Linked DNA regions of Danio rerio: region 1 is linked to region 2. The links are chromatin contacts, called in public Hi-C maps. All regions are on one chromosome and are shown on one strand. Each heading gives the region's core, a stretch centred on a gene start, on an enhancer-like site or on the middle of the called end of the contact. The rest is flanking DNA. Distances are from core to core; before and after follow the strand shown.

What was found. Hi-C and Micro-C count contacts between places; a contact is called where the count stands out from the background.
Region 1: a contact with region 2 is called in a Hi-C map of embryo, with 2.2 times the contacts expected there. The contact joins the enhancer-like site here to the promoter of lin7c in region 2. A contact is called at or near these places in 5 of 18 Hi-C or Micro-C datasets (caudal fin, embryo and gastrula embryo) and 1 of 4 datasets of contacts at active chromatin or transcription factors (gastrula embryo).

Annotation. Positions count from the first base shown.
Region 1 is chr7:32,114,766-32,117,780 of GRCz12tu, reverse strand. All of the region lies in intron 2 of mettl15 (methyltransferase 15, mitochondrial 12S rRNA N4-cytidine), which reads right to left. Among named protein-coding and RNA genes, the nearest start is that of mettl15, 47 kb to the right of the region's middle. Within about 2 kb of position 1,265, at least 3 of the 62 cell types and tissues checked have an H3K27ac peak or open chromatin away from gene starts, as enhancers often do.
Region 2 is chr7:31,967,389-31,970,357 of GRCz12tu, reverse strand. It overlaps lin7c (lin-7 homolog C (C. elegans)), which reads left to right and starts at 1,374. Exons shown (of 5, transcript NM_001362514.1): 1 at 1,374-1,528; 2 at 2,354-2,472. The coding sequence starts at 1,492.

The sequences.
Region 1 (3,015 bases), core at 16-2,515, 150 kb before region 2:
AAGCAAAGCGAAGCAGTTCTGTGCTGTTAAGATCAATCAGTAACATCCTCCAGCTAAACTTTATAACCTTGATGGCTTTGAAGGAGTTGTCTCTTCTTCTAAAACCATAGTGACGCAAGATGCAACATCCTAGCATCAAATGCGACAACCTCTGACTACCTCTACCATGACGAAAGCACTGAGCAAGCCCAAAATAGCGTACCAGTCCCGTGGGACAACCACTGGGTGTTGGCTCAGAGTATCTCTGTGTTATTTTTCTTACTCGGTTCTTTTTTTCTGGAGCTTTCTTTCTCCTGGTCACTGGTTTTGTTTACGTGCAGGGTGAACAGGATTGATGGAAGAGTCTGTTTTTAGAAGGATAAAATAAAACAGACTGAAAAATTCATGTCTCCTGCAGCATAGTCAGACAGCAATCTCTTTTTATGGGATGCTGCCCCTTTAAGAAACCTGCCTTCTCCACTGCCGGAGATGGACGTAACAACTCCCTGAAGGATTTGGCTATAATGGGCTTGGCATTTGCAATGGTGATTGACACTGAAGACGAAGTGAGTCATCTGCATTGATATTTCATACAGAGTGGTGTTGAAGGCCAGTTTCCCTGGTCTTTGTGGACCAATACAGCTTTGGGAAAAGAAGAGGGGTGAGACGCACGTGAAGAACACGAGAGACTGCATCGGAACCGCGCACTGGTCCTTCACAAGTAAAAGAAATCAATACGGCCTCTTTCACCGACACGTCACAAGTCAGCGATGTAATGACAGCACTGAAAATGATCAGGATTAAACATAAATCAAGTTTTACAAAGTTGTCTTGAATACAAAATGAGGTCAGGAATAAAAACAAGACCTCGCAGGCTGCATCTTCTGCCTTTGCCAGCAGAGGGAACAGGAGAGTAAGGAGTCACTTTGAATTTCAAAGTGAACTCAGGAGGGTCACCGTCACCAGACAGAGTTTCCAGTCAAGCATACTCTGTCACGGACTGTCAAACTACGGTTTGTGTAAAAAATGCTAAGCACGCATCAACAAGACAAAGCCATGGCAAAGAACAGATGACCCACACTGCCAGTCAAGTACCACTTCTCGCCTTGGCGTACAACACAGACAAACATGGAACAGGACAAGAGACAGAAAGATGAGTCAATGGACCTGTCTCTCAATTGCACGCTGCAATAAGTGAAGAAGGCCGGCAACCTGAGAGATGCTACAAATTCTACCTGTGTCTCCCATGCCCAGTTCAGTTACAGCAGGGGATCTAAAATGTCAACCAGGGGAAGTTTTGGAAATATCTTCTTACACCAACAGACGCACCATTAAGGAGAGAGACCGACTAGAACAGGATCGCTTTTCCTCATCATGTGGTTGCCATGGCACAAAGGAGATGGGGGGTGGGGGTGGAAACTGGTGGCTTGTTACTTTTTTTTCCATTCTGTGTTCGAGCTTAACACAAGATTCAGTTTACATGTAATTTGTAGGTTTGCTAATGGAGAGCATGTATCCGTCGGATACACCACTCACAAGCTATTGGCACAATATGTAGAGCAATAGCAACACTTGTTCTTAAGCAATAGGTTGTATCAGAACATGAACAGTATCAAAACCATAGGCACCAAACAAATGCCCTCTCTGTCCGTTACAAGTCATTCTTGCTACACACTTTCATCAGCATAATCTTGCACATCAACCAGAGATTAGTTCATTGATCAGGCTAGGCTTGAGATTGAAAAAAGTAACACCACATGCATTCAGGCCTCCGAGAGACTGTCAACCCCTGCTGGGAAATGGGAGTTTCCAGCATAATTATCCCCTTGTCACTAATTTGCATAACTTGCTGGATGATTGACATCTGCTGACAAAACCCTGAAATGTAATGATTAGATTTGTACACCTCTGTGTGGTACAGCTGTGCGACTAGCATAGCAAATGTGTCTGTGAGCACACAGTGTGGGTTGTTACAAATAAAATAAACCTGTTGGAACCACAGATATGCACATTAAATTGCTATTTACAAAGCCCAATGTACACTAATTTGTTTTGTTTTGTATTGATTTCAACTCGATGAATTCAACAGGGATCCACCATTTACAGTTCTGGCCTCCAGTTCTCTCTCTTTACAGAAGGAGTGAGTCAATAAATTATTTGCAAGATACAGGAAACAACTGTAAGCTTAAAGTAGTTTTAGTCTGTTTTGTTTGCATATTGGTTTTTTTTTTTAATCAAAATAAAAACAACTTGATTGAAGTTGAAAGTAGTTTATGTTTTGCATATATATATATATATATATATATATATATATATATATATATATATATATATATATATATATATATATATGTATATATATATATATGTATATATATATATATATATATATATATATATATATATATATATATATATATATATATATATATCAAAAAGGGCACTTATATATCCACATAACCAAATTTTCAAAATAGGTCCAGGTGCTTCCATGTATGAATAACAACCCAGGCTCATTCTGAAAACGTACCTCTATGTATATTTCTGGAGAGTGACAAATATTTCCCAGAAGTAACATTTTTTTGCAGCTTTTGTTTTCACAAATCCACCCGAAGCCACTGTGTATGCTTTCTGAGATCTCAAATTTCTCTCCCATGTGCCATTCGTGCCTGCTCTTCTCACGTAAATCCACCAGAGGCCACTTTCGAATGACTGTTTGATTGACTGACCGATCCTCATTCCAGACTCCTACTTTCCTAAACCCAACGAATAGTATTTTCAAAAGCACTGATTAACCCACTGACCTAAACCCAACCCAATAGTTTTAAAAAGCAAATCAGAAAAAAGCTCTTGCCTGATTTTTACCTTATTTTCAGATTTTGGCTTCTGTTTTTGTCTCACCCATTTTCTGGAACCATTCTTCACTGTACTTGATTCCCATCATCGTGGTCAACTTCTCTGTGCGTCTCAAGTTCACCGACATACATGGCAAGCTAACTGGACAAACTGGTAACAGCAGGAAAGCCGTCCATACGA
Region 2 (2,969 bases), core at 125-2,624:
ATAAAAATCTTTCCCCATTTTTTGTTTAATGGAAAGAAGATTTTTTCAACACACTTCTAAACATAATAGTTTTAATAACTCATTTCTAATAACTGATTAATTTTATCTTTGCCATGATGACAGTAAATAATATTTTACTAGATATTTTTCAATACACTTCAATACAGCTTAAAGTGATATTTAAAGGCTTAACAAGGTTAATTTAACTAGGCAATTAGGCAAGTTATTGTATAATGATGGTTTGTTCTGTATATCAAAAAATATATAGCTTAAAGGGGCTAATAATTTTGACCTTAAATTTTATTATTTTTTTAAATAAAAGTTTCTTTTATTCTAGCCAAAATAAGACAAATAAGACTTTCTCCAGAAAAAGATATATTATCAGACATGCTGTAAAACTTTCTTTGCTCTGTTAAACATAATTTGGGAAATATAAAAAAAAAGAAAAAAATACAAAAGTACAACAATTATTTTTGCTTGATAAAAAAAAAAAACGTGCCGTTTGGTCATCAATATTTAATATTTCAAAGTCATATATATGTATTTGTATCCTCTATAAATGTTTTTTCTAAGAAAAATAGTTTTACAAAAATATGTAATTTGTTATCATTAATTACTTCAACAAAATAAACATTTTTAAAGCATTAATTAATCTTAACATTTTTTAGCATTAGCAACAAATAATTTTTATTTAAATAATATATAAGTAAACATATTTCATGTAACTAATATAACAGAACCAACAATGAAAACACAGTCATATATTTCTTGATAGTAATGTGATAACATTGTTAAAGTTTTTTAAATGTATCATCTGATGTCAAAATAACCCAAAAATAATACCCTAAAGTGTGCCTAAAGATTTCTAAAATAAACAGTTGTAGTCTGAATTGTAAAAAAAAAATTTAATAAATAAATAAATAAATAAATCATCATATATAAATGCATTCCTTACCTGGAATAAACTATTCATTCATATGGTTTAAAATGTATGGAAATATTTCTGCCCTTGGATTCTGATTGGCTAATACATTATCCAATTGAGCGTGGGTTATGTTGTTGACCATATATCACTGTATAGCTGCCATAACATTATTTTCTTAACTAGTCCAGTAACATATTACTGACAGTAAAACAGCCCTATTACACGTGTCTACTATCTGAATTGTAATAATTTATGCAGTCAAACTCGATGTCCTAAACAAAATACCAAGTCGAACAGTCCATATTTGCTTTAAATATATTGTTTAATGTTAAAATTATATATAATATATTCCAATTTCATTGAGAAAATCATAATAAAGTCAGTTTGTTATGGTATGCAAAGTGTCTGCGCGGAAGCAACGCAGGAATGACGCTCTTGACGCTCATCCGTAATCTCGGTGCATTAGCCACAACGCTTAAGCTCAGCAAGCTAACAGCAACAAACACAGCCGCCGAGTCGCAACTCTGGAGCTTTCACCAAACGCAAACTCAACAACCAGGGCTATAATGGCCTCTTTAGGAGAACCTGTACGTCTGGAAAGAGGTAAGCCGCGCACCGAGACACTTTCTGCCGTACGTGAAGCAGGATGTTGTGTAAATCACGCTTTTTGTTCTCCCGCTGTCACTTCGTGAGGATGGATTAGTGCTCGACAGAGAGCTAGCATCAATTCACCGTTCGAGATCATACACGTTTTTCTATAAACTAAACTACGTTCACAAAACGTATAAAATGTGCAATACGGACATTTATATGTCGTTAAAGCGGTGAGTTTACGTTCAACGAAAGGAAAACACGAGGGTAGCTGTCAAAAGCGTTAATCTTTTGTGAGCTCTGTTAGCATGGGCACTTCAGGTCAGAGATCAGTGCATCTGAGTATTTCTAGGGGTTAGTAAAGTCTTTCAGTGACGTCCTAATAGTCAGCAACTTATTTTGAGTTTAACTGAAGCTTTAATACACAGTAGAGTTAACTTAGGCTAGTAGATCAGCTAAAACTCTGATTTATGACCGTCTGTTTTTATCTTAATATTTACATGTATCTGTATAAATCAAGAAGAAACCGGTAAGTAGCATTATAATAGTAAATAATTTCATTCTTAAGTTATTTAGTTTTTATTTACAAACATTATTTCTTTTGGGTAGCGTTAAATTATATACTAGTAACGTTACATACAATATATGGCGCAATATTAATAACAACAACAACAACAATAATATTTGTCATAAAGAAAGGATTTGCTAAAATGTTATCTGCGGTCCGTGTTGTTGTTTTATTTATCAGGGAAAGCTGTTTAGCCACAGACAACATCTCCAGATGGCATGATGCAAATGATTATCCATGGTCTTGGTCTTACATATGTTATTCTACAGACATATCTCGTGCCATTGAGCTGCTGGACAAGCTCCAGAGAACAGGGGAAGTGCCACCCCAGAAGCTGCAAGCCCTTCAGAGGGTTTTGCAGAGCGAGTTCTGCAAGGCCGTAAGGGAGGTAAGTGTTCCAACATCACATTCATGCTTTCAAGTTAAATTTAAACGTCTTCTTACAATTTTGAGGGATGTAAACAATAACAACGGTCCTGACATATTTCCGTTTTTTAATTTATTAAAATTTATTTAAATTTCCAAAGATTCTAAGAGTCCAAGATGTTCCACATATTGATAAATAGTGTTACGATAGCTGTTATAACATCAAGTTATGAATAAATTGTCTCGTTACAGGTATAAAATAGTTTGATAACAAGCAGAAAATGTTCATTGGCCAATGACATTACCACATTGAAATGGTCTATAAAATTTCTAGGTTTGAAAACTGGGGATTGTTTTGCATTGGTTACCTTTTTAATGCTACGAATTAACCTTAACAAATCTGTTACAGAATACAGATTCTAATGCTTCAAACTTCATATTACATTAAGCACATTTTCGCTTTTAAGTACGATACTTAAGTAGAGATCTCTCCTTACCCCAGAGAATAAATTATGTCTG